Regions from separate parts of the Mus musculus genome. Here region 1 is linked to region 2. Evidence: chromatin contacts called from public HiChIP or PLAC-seq data. All regions are on one chromosome and are shown on one strand. The core of a region is the stretch at or near the end of the contact, and the rest is flanking DNA. Distances in the headings are between cores, read along the strand shown. Region 1 overlaps Dst (dystonin). Region 2 holds the start of Rab23 (RAB23, member RAS oncogene family).

Region 1 (5,023 bases), core at 1,580-4,079, 250 kb before region 2:
TTTTTGCTGTTGTTTTGTTTCTTCTGTGTATAGTCCTGGCTCTCCTTGAACTCACTCTGTAGACCAAGTTGTCCTCGAACTCACAGAGATCTGCCTGCCTCTGCTGCCTTAGTGTTGGGGTTAAAGGCACTGTGATCAAAGGCATGCGTCACCACCTCCAGGCTGATTTATGCTATTTAAAACCCAAAGGTTTCATTTATACAGTACCTGCCATCTGTACAGGAAGGACCACTGAGACTCGGTGTGGTTAAAACATCCAGGGGGCAGATTAGAAACGTGAACGTGCACAGTTTCTCCTATTTTTGTCTCAACCCTCTCAAGTTCAGAGGATCTGGGTTTGAATGTCAGCTCCTGCTTTCCACCAGACACACTAATCCTCTTCTGGACACTGAGCCTTGCCCCAGGTCTCTGAGGGTAATTAAAGGAGACACAAAACAGAGAGAAGCACAGGAGAGAGGGAGCACAGCAGAGAGGAGCATGGAGGGAAGGGTGAGGGGGGAGCACAGCCCAGGAACTCGGAGGCAAATGTGGAGAGGTCTTCCCATTACAACAATGAAAGCTGCTAAAGTTTGAATCTGGAACGCCCTCCGTGGTCTCCTACCCTGAAAGCACAGTGCCTTGTCTGTGACACTGTCTGAAGGCTGTGAGGTGATGGAGGCAGAGCCTGGCTAGAGGACAGGCCTCACTGGGGACTGGTCTTTGAAGGTGCTGCCTGCCCTGGCTCCAGCCTGCACTCCTTCCTATCTGAGCTGCATCAGCACATTCCTATCATCAATAACTGGGAGGCTCTGCACCTCGAAGTAATAGAGAATAACCTTCTGACACCAGGAAACAAAATACAGCCTCCTCTCTTGTTTCTATTGGATATGGCAGTCGCAGCAGCAGAGAGAGTGACTAATGCAGTATTTAAGAACTCTAGGATTCAGAAACACAAAAGTATTTTGTACTGTCCAAAGTATTAAAGCCCAAGGGAGGAGCTAGATCTGCCTTCCCTGCTCCAATGTGGTTCGAGATTTCTAGATATGCCAGTGACAGACCGTAAGACAGACAACCAATCTCAAGACACATTTACTGAGAGAAAATTAGGATAAACTGGTTGCCTATCGACTCAGCTCTAGAGACAGCTAATTCCCCAAGGAGTGCCATAATAAGTGTATGTATTATTGATTAAGTTTCTATTAGTGAAACCCATCACACATCTTATAGGCATACTAGAGTATGAATTATGAATTCAGGATGAGTATGTTATAGCCTAAAGCCCTGAACGCATACCACATGACATGCCACCATGATGCAAGCTGGCTAAAGTGGTTCAGTCATTGTTTTCCTTGTCTCCTCCTTCCATGCTAGGGAATTGAACCCACAGCCATTCAAAAGTCAGGCGAGCACTTTACCACAGAGCTACAACAGCCTCAGCTACTGTCATATTCTCTAATTCTTCTCTGCTGTCACGCTGCCGGCCTTTCTTACTTGCAAGTCTTGTTTTGGAGTATAAAAAAATAAATAGGGCTGGAGAGATGGCTCAGTGATTAAGAGCACCGACAGCTCTTCCAGAGGTCCTGAGTTCAATTCCCAGCAACCACATGGTGGCTCACAGCCATCTGTAATGAGATCTGATGCACTCTTCTGGTGTGTCTGAAGAGAGTAAAGGTGGTGTACTCATATACATAAAATAAATAAATAAATCTTTAAAAAATATATATATATAAAATAAATAAATAACTGTGACTAGAAATGCCAGAAGTAGCTTGCAGAAGGCCATTCAAATAATCCTGGGTCTCTCCGGCTGATGTCATCTCAGCCCATCTCCAAGCCACAGGGAGAGTTCTTCTAGCAAGGTGTGACAGCACTGACTATATGCGAGCAGAGGTGAGAAAAAGAACAGGTCTGGACCTGTGTTGAATGGACTGGCTACAGCAGGTACTGGTGAAGGCAGACAACTAAACCCATCAAAGGACATACATCATTCAGTCCACAGGCAACATCCCATTATCAGCAGCCTGCCGATGTCAAAAGTTTGCCCAGAAATCATATGACACGAGGAGCCTCCTCCCTGCTGACTGACAATTTCCGGCCTCCCAGAAGACTCACTGGAGATGCAATCAGATGAGGGAGTGTGCATCCCCGGCTCCGAAGCATACACACCATCCTCAGATTCCCTTCTTCGAGGAAGAGATGGTGGAACTGAGGCCTGACACCTAGAGTACTGCAGTAGTCGCTGACCTGTCCCAGCCTGCACTGCTGCTCACGCTGGCTGCGTGTTTAATCTTCCTAAGGTCACCTATGCAAAACCCCACGTAAATTATCGACAGCTCTCTATGCCCCTTCCTCTCCTCCCCCTGACCACATCATCCCTGCCTAGCACTTCCTGTTGTAAACACCAATCACAGGTCTTTGTCATTAAGTAGCTCTGTTGCAAACAATTCATTAGAAATAGGACCCTTCTGCTGGCCTCGTCACTAAACCTATTTCCACATGTGACCTGCCACCCAGTGACCCCAATGGAATGCAGAGGGATTATCAAGTCACATCTTGACAGTTCCCTTAGGCTGTCAGCACAGGAAATGGCAATATGGGCTAAGCATAGCATGAGGATAAACCAGGTGAATAAGGCTAAATTCTAATGCTAAAACAATGTAACATCATGGCAGTTTCAGAAATAACATTTTTAAAGCTTTCAAATAGCATTTTTCAAGGCCCAAATCCTTATTCACAGTATTGGTTAGAAAAATCCATGTGCCAAAAGCCACCGAGATGAGGACACCAGAGCACTTAGAATAATGTGTTCAGAAAATGACTGGCTCAACCCCAGCTGAGCTCCGGCGCCCCAGGGAAAGCCGTGCTGTGAACACATGACTAGTGTCTCAGTTGCTTTTATACAGCCATGACAAAAACCGTCAGGACCAAGACAACTTGTAAAAGAAACATCTAATCTGGGGCTCGTGGCTCCAGAGGGTTAGAGTCTCTGACCATTGTAGGGAGCATAGCAGCAGGCAGGTGGCCATGACACTGAAATAGAAGCTGAGAGCTCACATCTTGAGATGACAACCACTAGGCAGAGAGAGGGGGCTGAGTGAAGTCCATTCTGAGAGGGACACCTCTTGCAACAAGGCAGCACCTCCTATGTTCCCCAAACAGTTCTACCGATGGGGGAGGGGCAAGCATTCAAATATGTGAGCCTCGAGGGGCCATTCTCACTCAAACCAGCACAGTTAGGGGGACAGAGCCTTTTGCTGTCTCACAGCTGAAAGGCCAGTTAGAAGCTCTTCCAGAGTTACCCTGAGCTGAGTCCCAGCCCTAGAGACTCCTGGGAGGGGTTCAGCCACCGTCACAGGTTCCAGCTCCAGCCCGTCTTGGATGCTTTCCCTCTCTTGATACTGACTCTATTGTTGCTGTGATGTCTTAGCACACCTCAGCCTGCCAGCCTGTTAACTCTAGCGCTCCCATCCTCATTCTAGACCACAGCTTCAAGGGCGCTAGGAATTCCCTAGGTTTTTAGATCAGTCTGAGTGACGCTGGCCTGCTCCTGCCTCTGGCAAGGACCTCCCTAAGACCTTCTTGGAAAGCACAACCCTTCCTTTATGTGAACACGCAGTCACTTTGTGGGGGAACAACAGGATGGCTCAACTATTTATCCAAACTTATTTAAGGGGATAATTTCACCGTTTGACTGTTATTCAACACTTGTACAAAAGACAGCTTTCTACTTACAGGCCTTCTGGTGGAAGCACCTTGAACAGAGTGATAGAATTCTGGCTGCACCCGGCTGTTTTTCTTGATCCTTCGCTTCCTCCCCGATGACTCTTGTTCACTCTGATGATGGACTTCCACCACAGGCTTCACTTCTTCAAGCCGGGCAGCTGCGGCCGCTGCAACTCGCCTCCTGATGTGTCGGGGGCTTGCTCGGAACCCCTGTGGCAGGAAACACACACGGGAATTCAGATTTCCACATTTTTGTATAAATATTTCCTGGAGTTAGTTAAACTGTGTGCTCCCCAAGTCCCCCCCCTAGTCAATGAAATCATCTACATTCCCATTTGTGAGTCTAAGTGGTTCAACACACATGAAAATATTTTCCGCAGGGCTGAGGGCACTTCTACATTAAAAATGACCTTAAGATCAAGAAGGTTGATGGAGGAATGAAAAAGGAAAGAGGACTCTGCTCTGCTTCTGCATTGTTCAGATGAGTTGTGAATACACCTGCCTAAACATGATACAGAGGACAGGGTGGGGCATAGAACACGAGACCAGGCAGATGGTTACTTTTAAATGCCAAGAACACAATCTAAAAATCACCTGGGAATTGAGTCTTAATGAGGAGCTGTCTAGATCTCTAGCTGTGGGCATGTATTGAGGTGTAATAGAGGTGGGAAGGTTCGCCCATAGTGGGCAGCACCATTCCCTACGTCTGAATCCTGGCGCCTCTGAAAGAGGAAAGAGATGGAGCACAAGAAACCATGCATGCATTCCTTCTCTCTCTGCTCCTGGCTGTGGGTGTAACTTGATTGCTCAAGTTAGTATCTTGACATTCTTACAACACCGGACCATGACCTGGAATTGTAAACCAAATAAGCCCTGACTCCCTTAAACTTACTTCTGTTTGTGTCCTTAATTTACTACATCAACAGAGATGATGGATGAAGAACCCCTCTGCATTCCTGAGAGCAGAATCTCTCGGGAGGGTCCGTAGGGATGCAGAGCATCATTACATCCTAACAAAGGGAAGATGCAGAGCTAAAGCAGAGGTAGCCTGGTCAAGGATGTGAGCGTGGGAGTGATGCGCCTGTGTCCAAATGCTGAGTCATTGATAAAGCCACACAGTTATTAAACATCTGTGACTTCCGCTCCCTACTCCACGTAATGTTCACATTCTATACATAAGACTTTTAGCTTCTAAACAAAGGGTATATCTAAAATGCCGAGTAGCATATCTAGAAAAAAAGCGGGTGCTTGATAAAACAGTCACGTGTTCTTTCTCTCTTGAGGTAAGGTAAGCATAGCTCTTCAGACAAAGAAACAAGTT
Region 2 (5,391 bases), core at 98-2,597:
AGCACTAGGGAGGTAGAGGCAGAAGAATCCTAAGGTCATGATTATCCTTGCTACTGGAGCAAGTCTGAGGCTAGCCTGGACCACCTGAGATCTTGTCTCAAAAAGATATGAAGAGCCTGTCCCCCCAATAACCAACAGGGCCGCATCTTGAATCTCAAAGGTGTTTATATATAGTCATGGAAGACAGTTATCAACATCTCAAACTGTTACACTAAAATGGCATTCTGAAAACAGTGATTTCTAGGAATCAGGAATAAGAGGTAAGATATAAAGAGACAACATGAGGTTTTAACAGGTAGCAGGACTGGTTTCATATCCTGACCAGATATATGAATCTAAAACTCTCCAAATGGTTATTTGGGTTTTTTTTTTTACCATATGGAAGTTAAAAAATAAAATTTAAACAAAGATGTGAAAGCAGATCGTAGCGTCGGGAATTACTGTTAAGATTCTCAGAAACTAGTTACAACACTGCATCCCAGCCTTCAGGGGGAAGAGGCTCTGAGTTTGAGGCCAGCCTGTCTACACAAGTTCCAAGCCAGCCATGCCATCACAGGGAGAGCCTATCCCAAATCACACATGCTTTTAAGAAAAAAAAAATGCAAAAAATAAGTATGTTCTTTGAAAAGCACAATGCTACATATAATTAAAAACCGACAGTAATTATCAATGTCCTCTCTTCTCGGTTTCAAATCCCTTGGCAACCAATGCAGACTCTCGCGTAGGCAAAGGAAAGGATGGGTCAACTTGCTAAAGAAAGGCTTGCCGGGTTTGTTTTTTCCTACAGCAACCCGCCCGTTACAGAAGGCACTGGGATCGTCCCAGGCGGAGTCGCGCAGCCCTGTGCGTCCCGCGCCGCGCCGCACCCGCATCAAGTTCTCCCACTCTCGGGTTCCCGCTCCTGGGAAGCCACGGCGGTTGGTGAGCGAGCCGCGGCCGGGGTCGTCGGCGCGGAGCGGTCCCCACGAGGACGCGAGAGCAGAGCGCCGCCCGCAGCCGCCGTCCGCGCCCACAGCGACATCCCGGCGGCACCGCAGCCCCGAGCCGAGGCCGCGCAGGCCGCACTCACCTCTGCCCGCAGCCCGGAACCCTCAGCGCGGAGCCCGCAGCCCGGAACGCACAACCCGCAGCGCTGAGCCCGGAACGCACAGTCCGCAACACCGAGCCCGGAACGCACAGCCCGCAGCACCGAGCCCGGCTCCTCCCCGCGGACGCCTCGTACCCGCTCCGCTCTTTCAGAACGATTATGAGTCTCTAGCGAACTTTATTAGTATCCGGGTTCACCGAGCTACTCCTTGCCGACGCCGCCGGGGATGGAGGGCGCGCCGGACTCCCGCCCGCCGCGCTGAGGAGCATGCGCCACCTGGTCTGCGCATGCTCAGCACCGGCCCCGCCCTGCGCTGGCAGGGAAGGCGCGGGCTGGGTTTGCACAGCATCAGGCCTTGGTACCCAAGGAGACCAAGGTGAGCAGGATGTGCTAACCTACTGAAGGTGTGCCTTGTTTCCCTACACAGGGTCAGGTATCCGGGGGCCTCAGAAGTCTGTCACCACCTGAGACTCACGTGGTAGCACTGAAGTGTGAAAAAAAAAGTGATGAATGAAGACAAATAATTTGTTTGCAGGGTATGACTGAACAAAATAGAAGACCGTGATGGCTAACAACTCAGAAAACTAACCCACAAATTTAAAAAGGTCCTGCAAAAAAGCAAACTCGCTTCAAACGCGGCGTGGAAACACACGTGTGTGATCCTAGTACTTGGAAAGATGGTGTGGCATGAAGATCAGGATTTCAAGGCCAGCCTGAACTACAATAAACTATGTCTCAAAATACATAAACGTTGGTTGTTTCTGTATGCATCAAAATAAAACAGGGGAGGGTGATATAAAATACCAAGTGTTGAAAAGAATGTGAATTAGCTGAATTTGTGTGCTGGAGCAACTCCTTTGAACGAGAAGGAGAGTTTGTTACATTTGTGCACCCTGTGATCCACCCATTCCTTGGTCACACAGCTGATAGGAACTGTCCTTATGATATACAGGCAAACAGATGTCAGGACACCCATAGCTGCATCTGTCCTAATACTCTCCAAATGGAAATAACCCAAAAGATGTCAATGAACTAATACCTCTCCGTTGTGTAATGGAACCACTACACAGCCATGAAAAGGAGCCTCTGCAGCTGTAAGCATTAACAACACACAATGACAGAAGCTTAAGGTTAAAACAAAGTGCTGTACACAAAAGCACACACTGCATGCCAAACCCATTGTTTTCTCCTTCCTTTTTAGTTTGGGGTTTGTTTTTTTGTTTTTGTTTGGCTTGGCGTTTGGTTTTTGTTTTTCAAGGCAAAGTCTGGTTATTTATCCAAGACTGGCCAAGTGCAGCTAAGGCTGAATTTCAACTCACCACCCTGCTGTGTCAATCTCTTCAGTGCTGAAATTACAAGGCTGTGTCATCATGCCAAGCGTTCAGTTCATTTCCGTTGTTGCTCAAAACTCTTGACACTGAAAGTTCTCTGAGTGGAGCTGGAGAGATGGCTCAGTGGTTAAGAGTACTGACTCTTCTTCCAGAAGTCCTGAGTTCAATTCCCAGCAACCACGTGGTGGCTCACAACCATCTGTAATGGGATCTGAAACTCTCTTCTGGTGTGTCTGAAGACAGTGACAGTGTACTCTCACACATAAAATAAATCTTTTTTTTTTTTTTTTAAGTTCTCTGACTTAAAGGTTTTGTGCAGTCATAGCAGATGGGGGAAAAAAAGCCTGGTCCTAGGATATGACCCACAATTAGCAGCCGAGCTACACAAGAGTAGGGACCTACAAGTCAAGAGCATTTTCTAAAATTATTTTATTTATTTATTTAGTTAGTTAGTTTTTCGAGACAGGGTTTCTCTGTGTAGCCCTAGGTATCCTGGAACTCACTCTGTAGACCAGGCTGGCCTCGAACTCAGAAATCTGCCTGCCTCTGCCTCCCAAGTGCTGGGATTAAAGGCGTGCACCACCACTGCCCGACTGTCAAGAGCATTTTAAAATGAAAATTTGAAAACCTACATTAGCCATAGCTAAGAGGGTCTATATGAACCACTTGTTGCTTCAAGCACATCTTTTTTTTTTTTTTTTTTTTTTTAAAGATTTATTTATTATTTTATGTAAATACACTGTAGCTGTCTTCACACACTCCAGAAGAGGGAGTCAGATCTCATTACGGATGGTTGTGAGCCACCATGTGGTTGCTGGGATTTGAACTCTGGACCTTTGGAAGAGCAGTCGGGTGCTCTTACCCACTGAGCCATCTCACCAGCCCTTCAAGCACATCTTAATCAGAATTGTGGGCATTAGAGTGCTAGGGTCTTGAGTCATGGTTTCAGATTTCCTTCAGGAATGTGGAAGAGCCTTGGCTTGGGCTCATAGCAGTTAGCTAGCTGTTAAGTTCCCTCTGGGCCATGTGCCCAGACTGGACCCCTTCATCCTCTGGTCCTATAGGACATCCTGGAATTTTTCACTATAGAGAACAAAACAGAGAGACTGAGATGCTGGAAGCTAACATATTAGTTATGTGATGTGCAAAGAATTGTGACCAGCAAGGGCTTTCTTTTCAGGTTCTGGAAAGGTAATCTCCATTGTGTATTTATGAATGTTCCAACTATCCTTTCTATAAACCCAGGGCCTCATTCATGCTGGCCAAGCGTTCTACCTTTCTGCAATAGCAGCTGCCCAAGCACTGATCTCATCCACTGTGTGAGAATTATTTGTCATATATAGTAATTTTAAAATGAAAAATTTCAGATTTAAAAATTAGAGGTTACTGATCCATGATAAAGATCGTGTTTGAGACACAAATGTCAAGTCACCACTAAGTTTAGCCTTCATTTTGTTTGCAAGTTGTTAGCTTCTTACGAAAAAAAATTAGAGTTTACTAAGAAAAAGTGTTAATATAGATAGGCATTAAGTGGGTAAGGGGCTGAGGAAAGGGCAGTGTGGTGGTTGGTGTTGTCAACTTGACAGAATCTAATTGCCTGGGATGGGCCTCTGGGCACATCTGTGAGGGATTATCTTGATGACATTGATGAGCTGAGAAACGCCTTCCACTGTGGGCAGTGGTATTCCCTGGCTGGACATTTGGGCTATATAAATAGAGAAGGGCATGGCACAGCATGTAGCATTTTCTACTCTATGTTCCAGGTTCCAGATGGTGGATGCACTGCACCAGTGGCTTCAAGCTCCTGCCTTTGATTTCGCCACCATGATGGAGCATAACCTTTAACGGTGAGCCAAAAGTAAGCCTCATCTCCTTTAAGTTGCTCCTGCCCATGTATTTTATCACAGCAACAGAAAGAGACTACGACAGTATTGTGGGACATTGCTAGGGGAAGATTTTTGTCTACCGTGTATTTCAGATGCTGATGAATGGGCCCAGAGATCTGGTTGCAGTCTAGATGTTGGCTGGTCAAGCATCTCTTTTTGTTGTTGTTTTGTTTTTTTTTGTTTTTTTGTTTTTTTGTTTTTTTTCGAGACAGGGTTTCTCTGTGTAGACATGGCTTTCCTGGAACTCACCCTGTAGACCAGGCTGGCCTCAAACTCAGAAATCCGCCAGCTTCTGCCTCCCAAGTGCTGGGATTAAAGGCGTGCGCCACCACTGCCTGGCTTGGTCAAGCATCCCTTGTCTCAATGTTGTATATAGATTGTTTTCTATCACCTCTGATTGGTTAACAAAGAGCTGATCCGTCAGTAGCTGGGGAAGAGAAGAGAAGAGAAGAGAAGAGAAGAGAAGAGAAGAGAAGAGAAGAGAAGAGAAGAGAAGAGACTAAGGAAGGATTTCTTTCTTTCTTTCTTTCTTTCTTTCTTTCTTTCTTTCAGAAGGATTTCTGATCCCAGTCAGGAGAGAGAGAAAGAGAAAGGGGGGAGGGAGAGGAGAGGAAGAGATGGAGAGATGGAGAAGAAACAGGAGGATTTGCCATGAGGTTGAGATGACAGAGCACCCATCCATGAGGACACACATAGACCAGAGCGAGCCAGGGCAAGACTCAGATGGCAAGTAATAGGGCACATGGGTGGGAAGGAGTCTACGCAGCATAGCCAGGTTAGAATAGCTTAGAATCACAGCCGGGCAGTGGTGGTGCCTTTAATCCCAGCACTTGGGAGGCAGAGGCAGGCAGATTTCTGGGTACGAGGCCAGCCTGGTCTACAAAGTGAGTTCCAGGACAGCCAGGCTACACAGAGAAACCCTATCTCAAAAAACAAAAACAAAAAACAACTGCCAGTGCTTGCATCTTAATAATAAAAATACCAGGTCTTTTTGTCACTTATTTGTCCCCTTATTAACAAGAGGAGTGTAGGGAGAAAAAAAAACCCAGAATTACATTTATGGGCCATAGTGACACACTCATGTAAT

What was found. HiChIP or PLAC-seq counts read pairs in DNA pulled down with a chosen protein or histone mark.
Region 1: a contact with region 2 is called in a CTCF HiChIP or PLAC-seq map of the NIH/3T3 cell line, with 13 read pairs. The contact joins the enhancer-like site here to the promoter of Rab23 in region 2. A contact is called at or near these places in 1 of 39 promoter capture datasets (cranial neural crest), 2 of 15 datasets of contacts at CTCF or cohesin (the NIH/3T3 cell line and large pre-B cells), 8 of 484 Hi-C or Micro-C datasets (the Ba/F3 cell line, the G1E-ER4 cell line, Sertoli cells and 4 more), 2 of 115 datasets of contacts at active chromatin or transcription factors (bone marrow-derived macrophages and embryonic hindbrain) and 1 of 9 other capture datasets (adipose tissue).

What each region holds. Positions count from the first base shown.
Region 1 is chr1:33,967,592-33,972,614 of GRCm38.p6, reverse strand. Dst (dystonin) reads right to left here. Exons shown (of 103, transcript NM_001276764.1): 3 at 3,712-3,912. Among named protein-coding and RNA genes, the nearest start is that of Dst, 62 kb to the right of the region's middle. Within about 2 kb of position 2,829, at least 8 of the 459 cell types and tissues checked have an H3K27ac peak or open chromatin away from gene starts, as enhancers often do.
Region 2 is chr1:33,715,852-33,721,242 of GRCm38.p6, reverse strand. Rab23 (RAB23, member RAS oncogene family) reads right to left here and starts at 1,347. Exons shown (of 8, transcript NM_008999.4): 1 at 1,070-1,347. Gm32229 (predicted gene, 32229) reads left to right here and starts at 1,397. Exons shown (of 4, transcript NR_157041.1): 1 at 1,397-1,463; 2 at 4,182-4,276.